Regions from separate parts of the Macaca mulatta genome. Here region 1 is linked to region 2. A link is a contact called in public Hi-C data. All regions are on one chromosome and are shown on one strand. The core of a region is the stretch at or near the end of the contact, and the rest is flanking DNA. Distances in the headings are between cores, read along the strand shown. Region 1 holds the start of RTN4RL2 (reticulon 4 receptor like 2). Region 2 holds the start of YPEL4 (yippee like 4).

The links. Hi-C and Micro-C count contacts between places; a contact is called where the count stands out from the background.
Region 1: a contact with region 2 is called in a Hi-C map of fetal cortical plate, with 2.6 times the contacts expected there. The contact joins the promoter of RTN4RL2 here to the promoter of YPEL4 in region 2. A contact is called at or near these places in 4 of 14 Hi-C or Micro-C datasets (cortical neurons, fetal cortex germinal zone, fetal cortical plate and 1 more).

Annotation. Positions count from the first base shown.
Region 1 is chr14:15,939,716-15,945,523 of T2T-MMU8v2.0, forward strand. RTN4RL2 (reticulon 4 receptor like 2) reads right to left here and starts at 4,332. Exons shown (of 3, transcript XM_015114160.3): 1 at 3,964-4,332. The coding sequence starts at 3,994.
Region 2 is chr14:15,746,218-15,751,646 of T2T-MMU8v2.0, forward strand. YPEL4 (yippee like 4) reads left to right here and starts at 1,971. Exons shown (of 5, transcript NM_001261807.1): 1 at 1,971-2,119; 2 at 4,493-4,817; 3 at 4,989-5,032; 4 at 5,376-5,429. The coding sequence starts at 4,677.

The DNA of each region.
Region 1 (5,808 bases), core at 3,082-5,581, 200 kb after region 2:
CTCCTGAGTTTCTCAGACCCACGTGGGGTGGAGGAGCAGTGTCTCTCACCCCTCATCTGAACCAGGCAGAGGTGGAGTGTGGAAGCACAGTGGGGATGCTGAGTGGGTTTCATGAGGGTTGAGGTTTGGGGCTTAGAACTGGAGATTTCAAAGCTGGAAAGGTCCCCTCGATTCCTCTGGTTCAAGCATCTGTTCTACTGAGGTGATGATTGGAGCTCAGAGAGAGCAAACGACTTACCCAAGGTCACACAGCAAAGTGTTGGCAGGGAAAAGGCTGGAAAAGTCTCTCGATGCCCAGCCAGGGCACTTCCCTTCCTGTCAGAGTCACCCTCTGATCTCTATCTCACTAAGGACTTGACACCAAAAGAAGCCAAATCCTTCTCTGATCCCTTAATCCTACCCCTTATCCACAAGCTCACCAGAGTGTGAGCCCTGATGGCCGCCAGCCCCTGGAGGATTACAGAGTTCTTCCCCAGCCTCCGCACTGATCGCTGCCCCAGGAGGGACAGAGGGAAGGATGTGCAATCTCAGAGGGCCCCAGAGGCATGGCCCATTCCCCTGGCACCAGGGCTCCTTCCGGCTTGAGGGTAAACTCTGCAGGAGCTGGCAAGGGTGCCTACTCCTCTTTCTTTCCCTAGACTCTCCTGCTCCCCACCTGCCCGCATTAGACTGCTTCTCTTCTCTTTCCCCAGGCTCCTTCCTTCCGTCTTGTTCCCATGTCTCCCTCAGCCAGGGTACCTCCCCCAGCCCATGACAGTGGTCCCTGCAGGCCCTCTGAAGAGCGACCCCGTGCTGGGCGCCCCTCCATAACAGCTGCTGCATAACAGTGACTCTGTTGCCATTTCTGGCCCTTGCCACTGCCGTGCAAAGCAGCTGTAACCCAAGGAGCTCATCCATAATTCACGCTGCGGCTCTCACTGGAGGCAAGGAGGAGGGGAGAGTGGGGGGCTCTGGGCTTCACTGCCCCCAGGCCTGCTGGGGCTGGAGTGAGCACTCCAGGGCAGAGGTGGCGGGACTGGGGGGTTGGAGGACCAGAGAGCTGTGCCTTTCCCTCCCTCTCCCGCCCTCGGTCCCTGCCCTGCCCAGTGTGTGCCCTTTTCTTTCTTGCCATGTCCCTTCCCCACCCCCTGTTCTCACACCTCCTCACCACCACTCCTTCCCTCCAGGCCCAGGCCTCCTCTCTCTCCCGAGGACCACAGCTCTGCTCCTGGCCTTCATTTTGTGAATTCCCGGTGGAGACTGGGGCAAGATGCACAGAGTGTCAGAGCTGGAAAGGGGGATACCTCGGTGGCCACCTAGAGCCGACCCCTCATGTCACAGGTAACACCGCTGAGAGCTGGGGAGGGGCAGTGTCAGTTTCTGAGCACCCCAGGCCTCCTGACCAGATCTCTACAGCTTGCCCTCATTGTCTTTCTCAGAAGCCTTCATTTCATCCCTCCACTACTTCATGGACAGAGGAAAGCCCTTTGTAGCAGCCTCCCCCACCCTCTCTGCTCACCCCTCCTCTAAAGTCAGCAGGGGATGGCTAGAGCTGCAGGGGAGAGTACAGCAGGGTAGGAGGAAACCAGGAAGCACCTATTTTGTCCCAGGCACTGCATTTGTACATGTTAACTTCTTTATACATTAAACACCACACACATAACCCCCTAGAGGTCAGTATTGTGGTCCTCAATTTGCAGATGAAGGAAGGGAGCCCCAGAAACATGACACAGTGGCCTCAGGTCATGCAGCTAGTACAGGTGGAACCCAGATTGGAAAAGAGGGGCATCAAGCCCATGTCAGAGAGACTCTCTGACCTTTCTTTAAGAGGTCATCACATCCTCCGCAGAAACCACACCTGAATGTGTGAGACACTGCCCTTGAGGTAAAGACAGGAGAAAAACTGCACACAGGTGCCTAGGGCTGGGCCAGCCACAATGCTGAGTCTGTGTGACCATTTCAGGGTCAAGGCAAGAAAGGGACTCCAGCTCTCTCTGCAAATTTCATCTCCCAGGCTTCCAGTTGCAGTTGCTCTACAGTAGTAATTACATTTGAGAGTCAAGAAGAGATGACCCCTGTCCAGAAGATATGGCCAGAACTGACCAGGGGAGGGAGCCAAGAGAGGCTAGAACATGGTATTGATCCCGGAAGGCTGAAGTATCCAGAGCCAAAAGTATCCGTTCACTGAGGGACCACTGTCCAGGACTCTGGCTATTAAACCTTGGAGTACCAAGGCTCAGAAACAAAGTTCTCAGCCCACAGGCCACTCTTTGGGCTGGAGGCCCCTGTAGAAGAAGGAACTTGAGAAGGAGAAAACTAGACCCAAGGTAGGGGGCAGGATCCAGGCTACCCACCCACAGGGCAGAGTCTCTGGTGGAGAGTGGGATGCTCCCTGGAAAGGCAGCGGAGGCCTCTTGCTCTGAAAGGAGGGGTACAGGGTCCCAGACGAGAAGCAAGGGCTCCACACCCCACAGGCTGCTTCAGGGAGGGGCCAGGGCCTGCGGGCAGATGCTGAGGGGGCAGGGGCTGAGGAGGTGGGAGCTGAGGAGTGGGATGGAGGTGGTGGTGATACCAGTGACGCAGGGGCCTGGGGAGGCACTGACGCGGGTGACGGAGGTTTAGAGCTGCTGCAAACAGCTTCTCACTCTGCCAGAATGTAACACCCCAAAATAAGCAGCCACCGTGGTGGTGGCGGTGGCTGCAGAATCCAACGTCCGGGCCGGATAAATAAATGGCAGCACAGGAGCCAGCCTGGTTGCCCACCCTCAGAGGCTGCCACTCCCCTTCCAAAGTCTTCACCCTCTGTCCCTCACAGCCCCCCCCAAGGCTCTGAGCTCAGAGCACCCCCCATCTGGCCCACCAGCCACTCCCTGAGAGAAGCAATGTGGCAGGCAGGGCTTTGGGAATGGAGGGCTTCCCACGTGGAAGTGGTTACCAGAAGCCTCTTTGTCTCATCCCTGGGCAGCACCCCCCAGCCCCCAGTCCCTCTCTCCCAGCCTTTCTCTTCCTCCTCCTTGTCCCTCCTCTCCAGCCCTTCTCCCACCCATGGTTCCCGGTCCCCAACCCTCTTCCCCGGTTCCTGATGCCCCTTCTCTAGCCACCATCCCCATCCTTCTCTGGTTTCTGATCTTTCCATTCTCCTTTTCCATTCCGGTCCCCAGGGTCCCAGTCCTAATTCTCTTTCCTGCTACCTCCATCCCGGATTCTGGGTCCCCATCCCTAGTCTTCTTCCCACCCCTCCCCTGATCTGGTCTTTCCTCTCCTTCCCTCTTCCTTGGTCTTCACCTGGGTCCCACTTCCCTCCACGCTTTTCCCGTCTAACCTTTATTCCTTCTCCCCCTCCCCCGCTCCATCTCCCTCCTCCTTTCAGCTTCCCTCACCACTTTCTCCATCTTTGACTTCCCCTTCCTATCACTCTCCCCCTGACCCCTCCCCACCCCACCCCCAATCTCTGGCCCACACCCTTATCTGTCACTCAATCAGTAGAACTATCCTCTTTCTAGCGCCCTCCATCTGTCCTACCAAAGAGGGCCACTTGGATTTCCCTCTGCGCCTCCTACCTCCCCAGACAGCCCCCTACCCACACCTCCTGTCTTCCCAGGTGGCCAGAAAGTGCTGAGGCACCGGGCAGGAGGAGTTGCTGAGTCGGCGCTTCCCCAGCCGGCCCGAGTCCTCGGCGTCCCCCGGAGCAGGTGGAGCCGGGACAGTGGAACCTGAGCTTCCCTCCCCCCTCCGGGCCGGGTCCACCTGCCCCCAGCGTCCCACCTCGGTCACGAGCTCCTCGCACGCGCCCGCAGGCTCCTAGCCAAGTGCCCTCCTGCTGAGAGCAGCCCTGGCGGCGGGGGCGCGGCCCCAGCGCTGAGCTTTTCCCCTTCCCCAGGTTACCCCACATCCCCAACTGCCCCACCCTAGATCCCTGAAAGAAGGGACGCCCTGCTTCTCTCCCCAGGATGCCCTCCGCTCTCCCGCCGCCGGGGTTCTTACCTTGCAGCAGGCGCCTGAGCCCGGGCAGCATCTTGTCTCGACGCTCGGGGGAGGGGGCGGCGGGGGGAGGGCGCTCCCACTCGCTCCCTGAGCCCGCCGGATGCACGGCGGGGACCCCGCGGGGCTCCGGGAGGGCCCGGGAGTCCCCGGGCTGCGTGGCCGGGCCGCTGCGCTCTACCCTGCGCCCCCCGGGCTGCGGGCCTCGGGAGGAGCCATCGGCCCCGACGGGACGGGGCGGGGCGCGACGGGGCGGGGAGGGCTGGGGCTGGCCGTCAACGCCCAGCGCCCGCGCCCCGCTAGCTGCACTGTCAGCTCGAGAGTCCGTCAGTCCGTCGGTCCGTGCGCCCAGGCTGCTAGCCGAGGGAGAGTGGGGACAGCGAGGAAGCTCTTCCCAACCACCCCCACTCCTTCCCGCACTCGCTGGCTCCTCCCTCGCTTGCTGACTTGCCGACTTAACCCTTTCTTGACCACTAGGAGGCGGGAGCGGCTTTCTAACCCCCCTCCACCCCACCCCCCTCCCCCCGCTTAAGGGACCCGAAGGACTGTGTTCGATCGTCCTCGCGGCGCCACGCTTCTAGAGAAATCCCTTATTGGGGGAATGCGGTAGTTTAGGGGAACCCCGTGGACTTGTCCTGTTCCCCCCTCCCAAATTTCCAGGAGAAGATGAGCTTCTGGGTCACCCCCTCCCCCGCCCCCAGCCGCGTCCCTCGCGCCAGTGCCCCGGCCTCCAGCGTTTCTGTCCCCTGGGACAGCTCCAAGATTCCACTTTTCCTTCCATTCCCAGACCTCAAGCCCAGTATGCGACTATAAGAATAGCATATGCAAGAGTTTGTGCGTGCAAGATCGAGTGCATATGAGCGTGCACGTGCGCGCAAGGATGCTTGTGCAGGTGTGACTCAGGATGCTTGCACGTTACCCTTTGTACGGGCTTGGGGAAGCGGGGGGCACGTGAGTGTGCACACGGGTGAACGGCTGCGAGTCCGCCAGCGTGCATGTCTAGGCTGGTGGGAAACGTGAGGCTGTGAGAGGTTTTGCGCTTGCGATCTTGGGGATTGGTGGAGAAGAAATATGTGCCCGGTGTGTGTATGCCCCTTAGCGCATTTACGAGCGGGTGCGAGTTGGGCACGTGTGCGAGTGTGTGCGTTTTTTTGTGTATGTGTGATGCGTCCGGGAGGGGAGATCTTATCCCCCGCGGGGGTGCAGGAGAGGACCCAAAGCTGGGGAGAAGACTGTTGGTTTCGTGCGAACTTCCTCTACCCCCTTTTAAAGAGGGGCGGATTATGGTCTCACTGGAGCCCCTCTGGCCCTTCATGGCGGTATCAGCCGACCCATCACCTATGCACTTCCCTACAAAGGCTCCCAGGTCTTGACTCGGTCCAGCTCGTCCGCGGAGCCGCCCCGGCGTGGGATACGCTCGGGGCCCTCGGGGGAGCCGCTTCGGGTACGGTGGCCAGGCAGCGCCGGCGGGGTTGGGGCTGCTGGAGCCGCGGGTGCGGCCGTGCCGGACCCCTGAGCCCCCTGCGCTGCCGTTCCCGCCAGCACAGAAGCCCCTCGCCCCGCCGCCCGCGCCGCGGCTCCTCCTTTCCTATCCGTGCCAGCGTCCAACGCAGTGCCTGGCATACAGTCGGCGCTTGATAAATGTTGGTCTTATTCTTCCCATTCATTCTCTGCTCCTTCCACGGTTTCTCGTTCTTCTTGCGTTTTCATTCGATTTCTCTGGTTTTCTCCCCCGACTCTTATTCCTATTTCGTGGTCTCCGTCTCTGTTCCCTCCCTGCCTCTCTCTCTCGGGCCTTTCCTCTCTCTACTCCTCAGTTTCCCTGCCCGGTCTTCTTTCTCACTGTCT
Region 2 (5,429 bases), core at 721-3,220:
TCTACTAAAAAAATACAAAAAACTAGCCGGGCGAGGTGGCGGGCGCCTGTAGTCCCAGCTACTCGGGAGGCTGAGACAGGAGAATGGCCCGAACCCGGGAGGCGGAGCTTGCAGTGAGCTGAGATCCGGCCACTGCACTCCAGCCTGGGCGACAGAGCGAGACTCCGTCTCAAAAAAAAAAAAAAAAAAAAAAAAAATGCTGATATCAAGTCAGTAAGTCTTATGTCACATGATAAAGGCAAAAGAAAGGAAATAAAATGAAGATATTTTCTTTTTTTTTTTTTTTTTTTTTTTTTTTGAGATGGAGTCTCGCTCTGTCACCCAGGCTGGAGTGCAGTGGCCGGATCTCAGCTCACTGCAAGCTCCGCCTCCCGGGTTCACGCCATTCTCCGGCCTCAGCCTCCCGAGTAGCTGGGACTACAGGCGCCCGCCACCTCGCCCGGCTAGTTTTTTTTGTATTTCTTAATAGAGACGGGGTTTCACCGTGTTAGCCAGGATGGTCTCGATCTCCTGACCTCGTGATCCGCCCGTCTCGGCCTCCCAAAGTGCTGGGATTACAGGCTTGAGCCACCGCGCCCGGCCAAGATATTTTCTTAGTACAAGTGTATATATGCACAAACATGTTCCTAACAAAAGGAGGAGGCAATACTCATGACAATTACAGTCTTCATTTCTGCAACTGGTCACGTGGTCATAGCTTGTATTGATGACTACTTTCTTTGACTACCCATTCTGTATTCCGTTTGCCTTCAGCTAGCACCTCAGCAGATTATGTTTTTTTAACCTGGTGGAGTGACCCAAACCTTGATTCCTGAAGGGTCTGGGCTGTTTGTAATCCTGCCTGGATTGGGCTGTTGTAGTTTCCCATTGACCTTAATCACAGGGCATGGTAATATTAAGAGACACCCTATGGGATCTCCTGTATTCCATGCATACTTCCTTACCTCCATTGTGGAGCAGTAGACTGATTTCATCTTGATAGTCTGGGTCAGTCACCCCAGCCAACACTGTAACTCCCTTCTTAGCTAGTTGACTTAAAGGTAAGAAGAACCCAAAGTGGACAGGTGGCAATCTTAAATTCCAGTTTAATGGAATCATTGTTGTGTCTCTTGGTGGCCACGTTCCTCCCTCTGGAACTAAGACCTCTAGGCCAGCAGAACATAATGCCGCGGAAACAATTGCTATTTTGGAAACATCTAAATGCATGGGTCTGTACTAGGCATTGCGGTCCTGGGATGTAGAGAGGAATTTCCCAGAAGGCCTGTCTCAGGAAGTTTACAGCCCAATAGAAAATTTCATATAATGTAGGTGTCTCCATTCATGAAGCACACATAATTTGGAGGTAGCTGTTAAGAGGTTTCTGCATGCAAAATGTCATATTGGGTCTATGACTCCTTCAGGAGTATTAAACTGAGGCTTTAAGGCTTGGTACAAGTTTTGGGGCACGGTTTGCCATCCATGACAATTAGTACATCTGTCTTTTCCCTGCTTCAGGGCTGGTGTCCAAGCTGAAATGGGAAAGTGTATCATCTTAAATGTGTGTGTGCTGCCTCACTCTGCATCCATATCTTCCTTCACCAGCCTTGCCACCTCCTTTCCTCTAGCCCTGCCACCCTCACTGCATCTTTGCCCAGCCCTGTCTTCCCCCAGGTTCTTCCTATCTCCTTGGCCACACTGCCTTCCTCCTTAACAACTTGCCTCTCCCCTTGCCCACCATCGCCACCTCGTCCCTCGGCCCCCACTCCTCTAGCCCCATCCTTTGATGCCTGCCCCCTCCCTTCCTTCCGACCCGCCTCCTGTGTCTCCCAGCCCTGCTCTGACGTGGGAGGTGAGGGGGGGTGGGGGGATGGATGACTCACAGTGTTATGATGCAGTTCCACAACACACAGCCACATTCACCCACAGACCGAGGTACAGAACGAGAGACAACCTCTGCCCCCCCAGCAGCTGGCCAGCTTTGCAGCCCCAGTCTTGAGTCCCCAACTACCCTCCCCCCACCCACCCCCATCCCCTTCCCAATTGAAGGAGCGGAAAGAGAAGAGAGAAGAGTGAGCAGAGAGATTGAGAGATTGAGAGAGAGAGAGAGAGATAGACGGAGATCTCTGGAGCAGACCTCAAGGTGAGGGGGCAGCCCTTCTCCAAATGAATTTTTTTTCTCTTTGCAAATTTCCTCCTCCTGCTGCGTGTTGCTTTCTCCCCTTCGCAAAAACATTATTCATCCACCCTTTGTCCTCCCTTCCCCCTCCCTGCTGCCTCCGCTCCTCTCTCTCGGTTCTTCCATCCCTCTCCAAGCTCTGACGATTCCCGCACTTATTTCCCGGCAACTTTGGCTGTAGCATCAGGCATTACTGTTTATTGTTTTGCTGCTGGTGCAGACCCCCAAAGCCTGCCCTGGGAGCTGGCAGTGCTGCTAATTATTTGGACCATACCATACTGAGAATACCAGCCCGGGGGATGCCAAAACCTCAGAGCAGATGAGAAAATCCATTGTGAGCAGGTGTCCCCCTCCCTTTCTTTCCCCCCTAAGAAGCACGAGATTCGCACCTGGTTCCTCCAGCCTCTGCCTCGGCGCCTCTGTTGTCAGCTGTCAGTTGCCCCCGCCAGCCCTCCCTCTCCCCTTCCTCCCACGGTCCAGCCCCATCTCACTTCAGGGGAACATCTCTCCCCAGCACTCGGCTTGCCTTTGTTTTTTCTCCAGTCATTTGCCCAACTTGCTTCTCCCTGTGATCCGAGATGGGTGAAAAAATGACCCCTACTCCCCTTTCTGTGATTCTCTGGCCTTCCTTGCAGCCTCTCCTTGGCTTGACTGGGAATTAGGGGAGAGGGAGGGAGGCGTGACGGCTGGAGGCTGGAGAAGGAGCCCAAGATTGGGGACCCAAGCTGCCCCGTTCCCCATGCCCCTTGAAGGTGTTTCAAGGTAGTGCATGTCAGAGGGGAACTCGCAGGCAAAGTTGAAGGCAGACCTGTGAAGCAGAGACTGAAAGGTGGTCTCTTGGCAAGGAGGGCCCATTTCCTGCAGCCGGAGCCCAATGTCACCCTGAACTCAGCCCAAGGTGTTTTCCTGGGGCCCAGCCAGGAGGAGAGGACCTGAAACTGAAGATAGTCTCTATGGAGGTTTTGTGGAGAGACTGCCTGGCGGCCTTCAGAGAGTGGAACGGCTGGGTGCTTGTGGCCACTGCGGACGACAGGACGAGGACAGTCTGTATGCCCTGGCTAACCGCAGCCAACACTGCCTCGCCTCTGCTTAGTGCTCTAGCATTGCCAGAGTGCCCAGCTGGCATCTCTGAACCAGACTTAGGCTAACCACCCACAGCGGGCTGGGAGCTCTATGAAGCAGAAAGCAGCAGCTCACCTGCTTATCGGAGCCCACAGGGGCCACCTCCCTTCTTATCCTCTCCTCCAGCACCTTCAGCCACTCGGAAGCTGGCGCGTGGGCAGAAGGCAATCTTCCTCTATTCCTAATCAGAACCCAGCAATTACTTCATCTTCAGTCACCCACAGTCACTGCTGTTTGTCCCTGCCCCCTGGGAGAAGGTAGAAACATTTTCTGCCTTGTGCCCCAAAGCACAGCTGTTAAAAATGAGTCCTCCTTCTGCTGTTCGTTGTGGCCGTTGCTCTCACCCTACCACACAGCCCTGCCCAGCCCAGGAATCAGGCTCCTCTGACACGCTACCCATTTCCCATTGGCTCCAGCTGTCAGATTGCCTGAAGAAAATGTATTTTCTGCCTAAGTCTTTAACCAAGGGCTAAGGCAACAGTTAGTAAAGAATAGGAAAGAGAAAGACCAAGGGGCCCAGAGGCTGGGAAGACAGGCAGGTGCTTATTCTGGGCCAGAATGAGTGAACCAAGGTGCGGGAATGGGCGGCCACATGTGAGGGCTTCCGTACTGCTGGAAACAACTATAAAGTTCTAGTGAAGAGCGCAGGACCCTGACCTCAGGAGAGAACTGAATCAGGGTTTGTAAACCTGCCTGCATGCTCCTCCTCCCCTCACCTTACACCTCCCCCGCCAAAATGTATAAAGGATCAATTGTATTGCAAACAAAGGCCATGTAAAAGAAAGACCTTCAGGCATCCCCAACTCTTAAAAGACTCTGATCCCCGGAGACACAGTGCCTACCAATGCCTGTGCGATGCAGAGCCTCACGAAGAACTGAAAACCAAGGAGAGGGCACTTGCAGATGACGTTGCTCCCATGGCAGCGTCTGTGCTCGTGGGCTTCTCTCTGTGGAAAATGGTGGAGGCTGCTTCTGCCCCAGGAGGGAGAAACACCGACTCCCTGGCTTTGGCGCCAGAAAGGATCGGCTGCCAGGTTTGCCAGAGCAGGATGGGGATCCAGGGGACAGGGCAACAATGCAACTGGATGCCGAGGGGGGATCGATGGTGATGGGGGAAGTAGAGGTATGGGTGAGCTGAGCCCCTTTTCCTCCATTCCCTCAGGAGGGGCCCTCCTGAGGTCACGGCTCCCCTGATGTCCTTTCCCCTCTTCCCAGGTGACTTCTATTTCTATCTGGTTCTCGTCTGGGGGGGCCCTCGCCGGGCAGCCCCCCAACACTTCTCCTGCCCTGAAACACGGCTCTAGCCAACCTGCTCCGCTGCTTCACCTGCGACCGTCTCTGCGGGGGCTGCACGGCGCCAGCCCCTCCAGCCCGCCAGGGCATTGTCCTCCAGCCCGTCATGCCCAGCTGTGACCCCGGTCCAGGCCCTGCCTGCCTCCCCACCAAGACTTTCCGCAGCTACCTGCCCCGCTGCCACCGCACTTACAGCTGTGTCCACTGCCGTGCACACCTGGCCAAACACGATGAGCTTATTTCCAAGGTATGTGAAGCGGGACCTGCCATTCCCCTCTTCTCGTGCACCAGGCTAGCCTGAACATCACCCAGGGGTGAGGCAGCGAAGCTCTTCCTCTCTCCCACACACCCCTGCGGGGATTCAGGCAGTGGGGCTGAGGGCTGCTTGGTAGTCACTGTCTGTCCTATGTCTCCACAGTCCTTCCAAGGGAGCCATGGCCGAGCCTACCTGTTTAACTCCGTGTGAGTCTACCTCTTTCCTTGTGCGTGTGCTTGTGCTTATGTGTGAGTGAGTCATTTCCCTGTGGAGAAAGGGGGGAATCCATAAGGTGATCTTGTGCCTTCAGTCTTTGCCTCCCCTTTTGCAAAGGGGTTCTCAGTCTGAAGTTCTCACATGGGGAGCCCAGGGAGAATTGAAATCATAACGTTGGAAAAAGAAGGCCCAGGCTCTAGTCTTAAAGGGGTGAATTATTAAAGGCAGGGGCTGTCCAGTTCTCTCCAGTTGGAAGTTCCCTTGGGCTGTCTGGGGACTGGACTGACAGTGCAATCCCACTGGGTGCTGGGTCCTTCCTGTTTCCTGAGACAGGGTCAACGTGGGTTGCGGGCCAGCTGAACAGCGCCTCTTGCTCACGGGGCTCCA